2 separate regions of the Mus musculus genome follow, and region 1 is linked to region 2. The links are chromatin contacts, called in public Hi-C maps. All regions are on one chromosome and are shown on one strand. Each heading gives the region's core, a stretch centred on a gene start, on an enhancer-like site or on the middle of the called end of the contact. The rest is flanking DNA. Distances are from core to core; before and after follow the strand shown. Region 1 has its middle 34 kb from the start of Gm52735. Region 2 has its middle 14 kb from the start of Gm32544.

Evidence for each region. A called contact is a pair of places that touch in the nucleus more often than the background predicts.
Region 1: a contact with region 2 is called in a Hi-C map of the N1E-115 cell line, with 2.8 times the contacts expected there. The contact joins two enhancer-like sites. A contact is called at or near these places in 2 of 484 Hi-C or Micro-C datasets (the 3T3-L1 cell line and the N1E-115 cell line) and 1 of 115 datasets of contacts at active chromatin or transcription factors (embryonic stem cells).

What each region holds. Positions count from the first base shown.
Region 1 is chr4:47,996,930-48,003,037 of GRCm38.p6, reverse strand. No RefSeq gene overlaps it. Among named protein-coding and RNA genes, the nearest start is that of Gm52735, 34 kb to the right of the region's middle. Within about 2 kb of position 4,522, at least 4 of the 459 cell types and tissues checked have an H3K27ac peak or open chromatin away from gene starts, as enhancers often do. A contact at or near this core is called in the N1E-115 cell line, where this site is marked.
Region 2 is chr4:47,649,717-47,656,015 of GRCm38.p6, reverse strand. No RefSeq gene overlaps it. Among named protein-coding and RNA genes, the nearest start is that of Gm32544, 14 kb to the right of the region's middle. Within about 2 kb of position 3,870, at least 11 of the 459 cell types and tissues checked have an H3K27ac peak or open chromatin away from gene starts, as enhancers often do. A contact at or near this core is called in the N1E-115 cell line, where this site is marked.

The sequences.
Region 1 (6,108 bases), core at 3,273-5,772, 350 kb before region 2:
TTTGACTTTAGTTTTGAACTTGTGGTAGCCTGGTTTCTAGTGACTGTATTAAGTGGTAGAAAGAAAATTGTATCAGTTTTTTTTTTCCCCCCGGATAAGATTAGAAAATCAGAGTTAACTCCTGCTTTTTGCACACTGCTCTTTCACATGGACCACTTAGGGGAAGGTTCAGACACACATGTGTGCAATATAGTGTGCTGAGACTTTGCTGACAACTCTGATGGGGTATGTAAAGGAGCTGGCCTCTCACATCCCAGCTTTCCACCCTCTTCCTGTGAAATCTTATTTGCTTCCTTTCACAGCATCTTTAATATTTTGAGTCTTAATTGAGGCCCAGCTGACATATAAGAGGCGGCACATGTCTGGAAAGTAGAACTCGATGGACTTTGACATAGGATATACTTGTGAATAGCAATGCCCTCCAGTTTCCTGGTGTGCTTTATAGTCTGTGTGTTCCTTCCCTTCTTTCCCCAGGATGCCTCCAGTTACTAGAGATGAGCTTATGTTTTCTGGAATTTCATAGAAATTGAAACACAAAACATGCATCACTTAAAATCTGGCTTGTTTCATTTTCTATAATTAGCTTGAGATCAATCTTCACGGTTATGAATATCCATAGTCCATCCCTTTTGACCTGATGTCACTTTACTGAAGTTAACCAGACAGAACTATTGTTTTTGATTCTGACATACAAGGTACCTATTTTGGAAATATAAATTGGGTGCCAACCATGTACCAGGTTACTGTCCTCTGCACCTTATTATTATTATAATTTGAGATTTAAAAGCTTTTTTATTTCCCAAGTATACATGTTTTGTCTGAAAGTATGTTTGGGCACCACATGTGGGAAATACCTGTGGAGACCTGGAGAAGGCGTTGGATCCCTTGGGACTGGAGTTACAGATGGTTGTGAGCTACCATGTGAAGACTGAGAAGTGAACCTGGATCCTTTGGAAGAGGCCAGTGCTCTTACCATCTGAGCCATCTCTCCAGCCCTACTCTACTATATTTTAGATCAATGTCCTTTATGCCCCTTAGGCCCACGCATGCCCATGCATACTTTTCCTCACAATCAGCAGCTCCATGGGCGTGGTATGTGTTTTAGAACCGATAAGCCTGTGCTGATATGGAGACACCCAGAAGCCAGTCTTGGTGCTATGCATTCTCTGGGTTTGGACAAATACAACATGATACTCATCTGAATATCATCCCAATAGACTATCATATAGAATCTTTCTCTGCCCCTAACCTCTCATTCTCTGCGCTTCTATCCTTAAGCATTAACCACCCCCTGTAGTTATCAACATCCTGATCAAACTCATCTCCCAGCCAATGTGAAATTCTTCCCTCAGTCTATTGCTGGAGGGATCCAGAGAGTGAACTAGAGGGAAAGGAAAATGGAGGAAAAGAGGGAGAAGAAGAGGGAAACGGAGAGAGGAGAGGATTAGAGGAGGAAAAGGAGAGAGGGAGAGAAGGAAGGGCAGAGTAGAGAACAGAGCAAGTAAAAGAAGGAGGGGGGAGGAGAAAAGGAAGGGAGAGCACAGCTTCTTAAACCTATCCTCCCGTTTTCTCTATTCTCTAGGCCATGGAGGATCGAGGATTGGACACACAGGGTAACAATGGCTCACATACTTATGCATCTGCTGGTGTACAGGTGCCTTGGCCTGGCTTTGGTTACCTGGTTCTGCTGATGCAATGGCCTCCAACTTGTAGTTTGAGCTTCTTAGAGAAGGTCAGGGGCAGGTCTGCCATAGCACACAGAGACCCCTGTCTAGCAGGGCATCGCTTCATCTTTCCTGGCTGTGTACATGGCAGTGTTTACCCATCTCTCCTCCCCCCCCCCCACCTCTGCTGTGATAGAAACCGCAGAGATTTGCTTCTGCTACTGTGGGGTGAGAAGGGCAGAGGTGCTTGCTACCAGGGTGTCTCTTCTTTTGGCTCTGTTCTGTCCACTCAGAGCAGAGGGATGCCTAGTTTCTCTCTTAAAGCCTTTCCTGGCTCTGCAAGGAATTGTTTGCGAGTGGCAGTGCCCCACCTCCTCAGGGAACTTGGCTTTGTGGAATAGGGTAAAAGATAATGGCCTCACTGTGAATAAGGCACTCCAAGAGGTTCGGGACTCTAATTATTCCCAGGTGGACTACAACAAAGGAGTGGGTTGATAGTATGGTTGTTTTGCCCTCTAGGGACCAAGGAAGGTGTCTACCCTCTGTATATGGATATTGTGTGGAGTTTCATCTGTAAACTTTAGTCTCCATCTTGGAGCCACAGAGAAGACCCCACCCTGACACACACACACACACACACACACACACACACACACACACACACACACACACACACTTGACTGTGCTTGCCTCTCTGTCAATGTTCATTCAGTGTTATGGGATGGGATGACTTTTGTGTTTGTTTGATTTTGTTTTAACCTGTCAATTCCTATTCTTAAAATGGTCATAGAAAATAATGTTTCATAAAAATAATATCAAGCTCTGTTCATTTTAAGTATTGACTGGTTTCCCAGGAAATATTTGATTGTCCTGCTAGATGCTGTAAAAGCAGTAAGACTTTATCTTTGTATTGTTCGCTATAATAAAGATTTATTCTGTAAGTAAAATCACAGCCTTCAGATGTGTTGTATATAATCAAAGCTCTGGCTTTGATTACATGGGGAGCTAAGGGGGGGGCACTTTGGAGTCAAAATGTTGCAGGCTGCAATCAGCAGCTATGTGAGACTGGAAGTACCTTTCCATCTTCCCCACAGGTAGGACAGAAATGATGCTTCTCACTGGTCTCAGAAGTTGTCGCGCACCATTGAATAATGTGTGATGCTGGGCCAGAGGCAGTATACAGTAGGGTTGGCTGCTTTTTCATCCCTCTATGATATAGATTAATGTCCTACTACAACATGTCAAGATCGGACAGGGGGAGGCCAGGCCAGGGCATTCTACCAGATAGAAAGAGCACATATCAATGGCCTTTGCAGGAAAGGGTTCAGGTTGTGAAGATTCAGCAGAAGTTAGTAATTCTAAGTAAGAGACAAGGAGGCACAAGCTCCGAGATTGAGGTCAAAGATTGTCACTGACAAAAGATTAGTATAGTAAAGTACGGCTGAAGCTTGGACCTGGGAGGTGAGGTCCACAATCATCTAGAGGGTGCCTGTCGAGACATAGGATTGCAGGTTGGAATGCAGGAGCACCTCTGACCACAGCACCACCACAGGGAGGAAGGATGAGAGGCCGCTCCCTACAGCTTCCGTCTGACCACAAGTCTCACTCTATCTCCTTTCTACTGATCTTGGCAGGGATGATGTATAATTAAGTATTGTTTGAAAAAAAAGTATTGTTAGTTGGGTAAGCAAAAAAAAAAGTCTTATTCATATTAGTCTTTTCGTTTTGGGTAAGTGGGATTTAACACGTTTCTGTGTTTGTGAATGGCACTGCTACATTGGTGCAGTATTTACTTATGTCATTCATAGCTTGTTTATAAGTCTGTGCATTCTCTGGCCATATTGATTCTTTGTCAGTTATGTTTACTCTATCTCATCCCATTTGTATTTGTCTTTTGCATTTTGATTCTTTTGTCTTCTACTTTAAAAACTTGCATAAAATCTAAGATTACTTATCATGATCTTTCCCCCCATTGTACATTTTTTGCCATGATTTTTATATTTTATTGTAGGCATGGAAAAGCTTGCTGGGTATCTCGGACTCTGCTATCCTCCTGAAACTCATTTGTGAATCCCAGACACATGTGCACACAGGCCTCCTTATTGTGTTCTATTTCCACAGCACACTGACTGAAGGTCTGCTCTGATCATGTATGAAACTCATGTGTGATGGACGGTGGCTATGGATAACTTCCATGACTGATTTCAAGAACACCAAAGTTCAGTGCTCCGGGGTGTTGAAATGTGGATACTGAGTTTCTGGATTACGAATTTACCTATGGCATCTCTTTTAGGCATGCTGGTCATTTCCTGCAAATATAAACTCAGTTTTTCTTTAAGAGGTGAAAGTATAACACCGTGGGTGTTGAGAAGAAGCAATGGCTGCTCTGTTTAGTCTCATCAGTGTGACGAGCAAATTGAAGAGAGAGCTGCTTCTGCACCCTTTCTCGAGCTGTTCGCTGTTATCATGCTGCATTTGTTCTTACAAGTGGTGCAATGTCTGGGCTCCCCGTCCAATGGGCTGGTGGCTGCTAATTCAGCAAATTTGATTTTCCAAGTGAAAAATGTTGCCCTTATACCCAGTTTGTAATTCTTCTATTATCAGCTTCATCCATCACATAAGGGCAAGGGGCCAGAACTGTGAGATGGAACACCAGGACGCCTGTTAAGGATGTGTCTTCCTTAATTTCACTAATAGGTTTTTCTCTTCTCACTTTAACAATGATGTATCTGTCTACGCATGAGACTGTATTTAGCCAGCATGCATGTTCGAAATTAAGCCATTTCAGATCTGTGCTGGGAAGTCTCATTTCTCTAGACATTATTTATAAAGTAACTCCTTTCAGTCAAGCATGCTGGTCTCTGGACAAAGATCTTGCTTGCCCAGTGATACTCAATGTGACTTTTGTGGCTGTCATGCTGGTGGCTCAGCCTCACAGAAGAATGCCCCGACTAGCCTTTTTAGCTTTTGACCAACATAGCCAATCTCTGTCTAACGTAGATGACTCAGAGGAACCATTGACTGATTGCTAGAGAACAAAACATCATCAGTTAGTTTCAGAACTTTCTTTGAGCAAAGTTCAGGGATTTTTTTTTCCTTTTTTTTTTCTGCCAGCTCCTGGGTCTCCTGGTTTGACAGGCATGGAATGTTTGTCATCTTAAGTCACCAAAACGCTACACTTCTGATTTCATTCAACACAGCTAGGAATGCCAAGCCCATTGAGTTAACATGTCCAGCTGAGGCTCGATTCACAGATATTATGGAAAAAGGAGACTTATTAGAATCAATGGATCTAGAGTAGTTGAGGTTACAGAACAACCATGGAAGGTTTCTGTGAAAAACTGGCAGATTTTTGTGTTGCCTGGGGACCAGACATATCGAAGAAAGAGCTACACCTGGGCAGGCACCTAGGTATCTAAGGAGAATAGAAACTCATTTCTGGAGCTTTTACATTTTTAGGAATGGAGATATTTTTGATTCTGTTTGCTTCTGGAAAGTGGGTGTTTTCATTCTCTGTTTTGCTTGTTGGTACCAGGGTAGAGGTTTACTGGGCATCTTGCAACATTTGAAGATGATCAGTTGAAGTTGAGAGGTCCAGGTCTTGATGGTGACAGTAAGTTCCAACAGATAAACAGTTGAGTGGGGAGCCCATAGTTAAGTGCAGGAAATAAGGCTGTGAAGAAAGGGATGCAGAGGGTCAGCTAGCTCTCGGAATCAGGCAAGATGGCAGGGCTGTAGAGCTGGGCTTTGGTAAACAGAGACCTCATTCAGATCTTAATTTTTAAAAGAAAGGAGCAGCATGTATTATAAGACATAAGCACAAATGTAAACTAAAAGTTGGCATCTGGAGGTTTTAATTAATATAAGATAAAAGAAAAAGACATTATTAGTAATTTAAAAAATATTCCCTGTAAACTTTTCTCATTTAAATCTATGTATCTGTCTTAAGATTCCTCTCTCTCCCTCTCTCTTTCTCTCTCTCCCTGTGTATATGTAAACATATACACTAAAGACTATATATAACAAATCTATTCAGATGTATAAATATGTAGAGGAAAAGGGGAGGGAAGGGGAAGATAGATCCTGTTTTTCTGGAAATCAATAGTTTAATATATATATATTTTACAAAATTAGCTTGATTCCCTTCCCAATTGTGTGCTTTTATTTTGGGATTGCTATTTGCAATAAATGACTCAGAAACGGAAGTGAAAAATCAGTTTACAGTTTGACTAGAGATTTTTTTTTCCTGGTAGGGTTGTTGTAATTCTTACATAATTTGAGTACAAACCTCTCTGTGTTTATTAGATGTCTGCTGCTAGGTTTCTGTGTGAAACAGCCACACCAGCCCCCAACTTCCATGCCTCTGTAATTACATGTGAACTTGTAAGATCAGCAAGTACAGTGATTCATCACTCCAAGGTACTTTGCTAGAGGCAACATTGTT
Region 2 (6,299 bases), core at 2,621-5,120:
AGAGAGAACGACCATGCACAGCCCATCCTTTATAAAGGCAGCAGCCATTAGGCACAATGTGATTGGCAGAACAGTGTAACTTTTAAACTGGTTGGTCTATAGACAATGAGGTAGGTGGCCAATGGTTGCAGAATGTGTCTACCTCTACCCTCAGGTGGCCAGTGGTAAGCCCTGCCTCCCTGTGGTCTGAGGAATGTAATTGGCCCCTCCCTTCCAGAGGGCAGAGGTGCCTATGTTCTTTATGGCCTTTCACTTCCAGGACGGGAGGGGTCTGGTGGAATTTTCTAAAGTTCCTGAGCTGACCTCTTCAAGGTAACCCCATGTCACTTTGACAATGCAACTCTATAGAATTTTTTGATATATTTTGATATGTGCCCATAGACACAAATATATTATGTGTGTGTATGTGTGTCTATAGAAACACACTGTACTGTTTTATTTGTACATAAACAACATCGCACACATTCTGTAACTTCCCATTGTTTCTATATGCATCTGACTGCCCCAGTTAGGCATGCCTCGCCCTGACTCAGGAAACACAGTAGAAGAGACGATACTCCACCATTGATGCAGAGGCTTCCAATAACCTAGTTCTGTGGTGTTGCGCCGAGTCCTACAAGGGAGGCACCAGCTTCAGAGTAAACCCCGTGCTCAATGCCCGTCCCTAGTGATTCCCAGGCAAGTTATTGTGTTTCTCCTCCCCAATCCAAATCGACTTCAGTTTTTCCTGTAACCACGACATCCCCTGTGCAACAGTGCACACGGGCGTGAGTGGCACTCTAGGAAGACAATAGGGGAGACGCATTGATACTACAGTATACTCGTGAGTCCTACAGTGTGGAAAATGGCCATTTCCCCATGGTTTCCTCCCTCTCAGATATTCCCCATCTTTTAATTATTTTAGCGTGTTTCTGTTTGGATGCCGTAAAGCGAACAGAACGAAGGTTGTTCGCATCTACTGTTGTTAAGGCTTCCTTTCCCACTTAGCAGGGAATTAAGCACAAGCTCTCTAGTTTCCTCCCAGCTCTGCTGCACATAAGCAATGTGGCTTCAAGCTAAGCGCTCAATCTCTGTGTGTCTCTGTTTGCTCCTTTGTAAATGGGAGACTAACACTGACTTCATGGCATTGTGGCACATATTGAATAACTAAATGTGCATAAGGTTTTAGACATATATCTGGCACAGTGTAAGCTTGTAGTAGTTGTCTTCGGCCATTCATATTTTTTAAAAATAATACTTAATGAGAAATTGAAACTAATTTTTAAATATTGACTCAACTAGAGAAAGCTACCCAGACAGTCTCTCCCTTCAAGAGGCTCTCTGATTTCTCCCTTTCCATTGCTCATTGGGCCTGGGTTTTATAATAGGGCTTAATTTGGTAGATGAGAGCAGATCTCAATAGTAAGGTTGTGAGAAATAAAAGATTGTGAAAAATAAAATAATGACAATTTGTTAATTTAGACAAGCTAAGACTATAGAATACATTTAAACTATAGTCAATTACACTGGGTCATCAGCCTTGGACAATTTCTAAGAAATACTTTTCTAAGACAAAGATTTCACATCCTATTCTTTCAAGAAAAAGGCACAGCATTCAAATATTTAAATTGAAGCATCTACACAAATGTGTGAGATCATTATTATTACTATTACTATTATTATTATTATTATTATTATTATTTTAAAAGTTAGCAAATATTTGAGGTTCCAGTGGTATTTTTTCCAAACTTATTCTTGGGCTGCAGAGATGGCTCAGCAGCTAAGACCACTTGTACTGGAAGCGTGAGGAATGGAGCTCAGCTCCCAGCATCCGCACGTCAAGTCCCATAGCCAACAACGCCTGAAGGAAAAGAGATAGATGGCTGGAGCTTGCTGGCTTCCAACCCAGACCAGAAAATACAAGCCCAGGTTTGTGGAGAGGTGTTACCTCAAGGGAATCAGTGGAGAGTTACAGAAAAGGGGTGTCTACTTCTAGCGTGTGTGTGTGTGTGTGTGTGTGTGTGTGTGTGTGTGTGTGTGTGTGTGTGTGTAGGGCATGTACCTGCACACATATGCACATATACTGACACAGATATGCATACAAACACACATAAGTAAATAAATCTTTTTAAAAACCTTACTCTGGGGCTGGAGAGTTGGCTCAGAAGTTAGGAGTGCTTGTTGCTCCTTCAGAGGACCCAGGAGGCTGACAAAGTCCTGGAATCCCAGATCCAAGGACCAACACTTTCTCTGGCATCTGCTGGCATCCACACACTGATGGTATATTGTCACACACACAAAATAAAATAAATCTTTTAACATACATTTTATTCTGATCCAAAAAGAGGATTTGGAAAACTTTTAATTCTTAAAAACAAATTAAAATATCCCTTAGTTATTTGTTAAAAATCAATGAACGTATACTTATAGATTCACAAAAATTATATACATATCATCTATGTATAGTATGTATATATGTATATATGTGTGTATATACATATATATGGAGTATACCATTTTGTTCAGTAGGATTAATTGTGGTGCATTGGAAGCAGGTTATAAGAAGAAAGAAACCACACACACACACACACACACACACACACACACACTGCCTGTTATTGTCTCTCCTCCAGTAAATCCTTCAATTAGTGTATGCAAAACAATGAAAGGGTTTCAGCAGGCTTAGGGTGAAATGTTAATGAGGCGCTGACATGTTGATGCTAATGTGGGTAAGGCCTCCAGGGCCTCATCTCAGAGCACATGTCCCAAATCCTAATTCCCATAAAGCAGGGACAGGAGGCAGAACTTCTGGGATCTCAGAGTCCCCATTCTCTGCTAGTGGGGACCTCAGCACTGGTTTGCCTCTGACTCATCATTTGTAGGAGTGATGGACGGAAGAGAGCAAACCACTTTAAAAAATTAGAAAGTCGATGACCCAACATGCAGGTTTTTCTGTGGAAACAGCCCCTAAGAGAGACACAGAGAGCTCTCATCCCTCACTTCCTTCTGCATTAATTACCCACCATTGCACTGTAGCTAATTACCCCAGAACTGATTCTCAGGACAATAGGGTATCTCGTTGGGTCTATGGACCAGGAACTCAGAAGCAACCTGGTTGGATGGCTCCAGAGTTCATCTTGGAGCAGCACAAGGTTTCTGTCAGTCTGATTGTCTTGTCTCTCCATAAGAGCCTTTCTAGGAGGGCATGTGAGCCAAGATGGGGTCAGGGCTCTAATAACATCTTGTGTACGACCACTCTGGTTTTCAAGTTCCCTCAGCCTGGGAAGCAAGCCATGCAAGAGAAACTCTGCTTTCAAAATGGCCATTTGAGTAGATGGTAAATCAGGGTTGTTGTTGGCAAGAGGTCTCCATTCCTGGCCACACGGACTTTGCCACCACAGGGTTGCTTGAGTGTTTGGCAACGGGGTGCTGCCCCCTGCCCTAATCGAATCAATCTCCCTCCCTCTCACTCTTTCTCTTACACACACACACACACACACACACACACACACACACACACGCATGCACGCACCCACGCATGCTTGCGTGCTCACACACACACATCCTAAGCAAGCCATCCACGACAACAAGATGAAAACCACAGCATCATTAATGGGCCTCTGTGCTTCAGTGGAAAGGTAAGTGAATTGGCCTGGATCAGGGCTGGCAAATTGTTTTTTGTTCACCCACTGTGCCCTGAGAAGGCTGCCACCTTCAGAGTTTTAACACTCTGTGTCAGACAGAAGGAATGATAGCACCCAGGTAAGTAGTGACATCGCTGAGGTCTGACAGCACAACACGGTGGCATTTCTTTGCCGTCCTTGGACTTGGCCATCAGTCTGGAACTTCCTGTGTGCTGTAGGAGATGCTGTAACCTTCCCAGGCCTTCGTACACGCAACGGGACTGTTTGGAAAGCAATTTCTGTATCATCCAGTTCTGGATACCCAGACCAGTCATAACCAGCATGCCTCACAATTCTCTTTTGTAAATAACCAGCTGGTTGCTTAATTGAATTCACCCAGTTGTTTTCAAAACAACCAAATGCAGTCTTCTTCTCAAACTAGCCGGCCTGCCTGTAAGTTGCTATGTGATGATACACGTTATTTTAAACTCTTCTTATTTTTAATGATGTAAACAATGAAAACCCAAGTAAGGGAAAGGAGCTAACACGTTTCTTCCCATTTTACCATCTGTTTAAAGCCGCTGATGTAATTCCAGTTTGAAATCGCATTAGCACGCGCCTCCTGGATTTCTTCCTTACTTCCTTTTGCATTTCAGGCCTCTGTCCTTCAGAGAAAGCATTGCCTCAAGGATGCTGGCCAATTATTGCAAGGTTGCCATGTGGCTCTGGCCATTTTCAAATCGGTCTCTGATTTCGATTTCCTTCCCCAGGAGCTAGGCTGACTGTAACCGGAGCTCTCTGTGCTTAAATGTATTTGGTACTTAAGGTTTGATTAGTGATGTTTTCAGCAGTATCATCAACATCAGCAGATTTGTTTACGCCTCGGAGGATGGCGGAGATGAAGAGCTGTGGTCTTGCATGCTCAATCACTGCACATTAACTGTCTGGAGTTTTAACTTTTGGATTGTGCATGAGAACTCAATTTTCATTTTGTTTTCAAACACACAGCTGCTTTCCTCTGGTTCGGGTTGCATTGTAAGGGAGGCTTTTCTCATTCTGTGCGAAAGTTTGTGTGGGGGAGCTGTCATTTATGAGGGTCCATCCAAAGTTGTATTTTCTCCCGGTGAAGCATGTAGCTGCCTTGCTTGAGAATGAGCTGGGGATACGGATCGAGCCCAGTTTCTCTTCATTCTGAAATAGTCACCCAGTGACTGTGGATGGGGGAAGACACACGTGAGACTAAATTAGGAAAACCAGAAACTTGGCGGCTTCCTTTGTTTTCCTGAGCCTCCATTTCTGCATCTTGCATTATGTCAGGTACCTTGAAAGTCTGTTTTAAAGCTGCCTGATTCCTTCTGGGGTGGGCACTATGACCCTTCCTTTCCTTAACGTCACCAACATTAGTGGCATGGCATAGGGACAAGTTACCAAAGTTCATGTTAGAAAACATCATCAGGTGCATAGTTTGAACTCAGACGGGATCTGAAGGCTCCTCCTCCAAAGCCTTTTCTCTGGTTCTCAGTCAAACTTACTTCCAAAACCTAACACCATGGCCACTTATAAGCAAAGGAGCACAGCCAGGCTACAGTAAGCCATTCAGAATCTAGATTCCTCATGATGGGGCAGGACCACCTATGGGTATTTGTTCTTAGTATCAATACTCAAGTTCTGTACACAACAGATCAGTTGACAAGCAGAGGTTGTGGAGACGAGGCACTTGGTTGAGTGTTGCTCCATGGCTGTTTCTGAGTCAAGAGAAGCAAAGACTCTTGGAAGCAGCAGACAGAACAGATAAGGAAATGAACAGACCAGGAGTTCAGTCATGACCCAAATACTAAAAGTCCGAGAAAACACAGAGAAGAAGCCAAGGGAAGCCAGGGCTCTTTACAGAGACAGTAACATCTGCATCACATCTTGAAGAATTGAATTGGAATTTTCCTTTTGGGGGAAAGAGGATCATGGGAAACAGGAAGGCATTGAAAGTCACCACCCAGAGTGCGTGGTAACATAAGTGTGAAAGCCATATCTTTTCTAGCTACTTATCTTTTCAAGTATCTCTTGGGATGCAAGAGATAGACAGTTATAGTTTCTCCTTCATGGAGATTTTGGCTGGAACTGGGAGGAGGGACCAGCAGAAACTGAGCAATCGCTATCAAGTAGTGAAAACTCCCAATAGCGTTGCAGGAATTGGCCCAATAAACCCTTGTTTACAACCAAAGGTCACACAGTACACTGGCATGTTTCAATCAATGGTGAGAGGTTATGAGTGACAGTAACACTGACGTGAGAAGCAGAAAAAAAAATGAGCCTAGCTCCTCCCCTTACCAACCACTAGCCACTCACTATCTGCCAGCTCCACCCCTTACCAACCACTAGCCACTCATTATCCCCTGGAGGAACTATGTAAGTTCTGAGTCTGTTTCCTTCCTCCTATAAGAGAAATAAAGACATTTCCAAGTTCTTATAAACTAATATTAATACCGCTACTCTTATTGATGCCATTGGTAGAAGAGCTTAAAAAGCCACACACACTTGAAGAGATTCAAATGGATATTTAATTCTAATCACTTGCTTTGTTAAATAGTGGAGAAAAAGAATAAGGAGTAAGTCTTTGTCTAATGGATAGCACATGGCTGTGGTAGTGCCCCAGGACAGCAGGCAGGACCTACAAATAACCACAGAAATCAGCTAGTGACA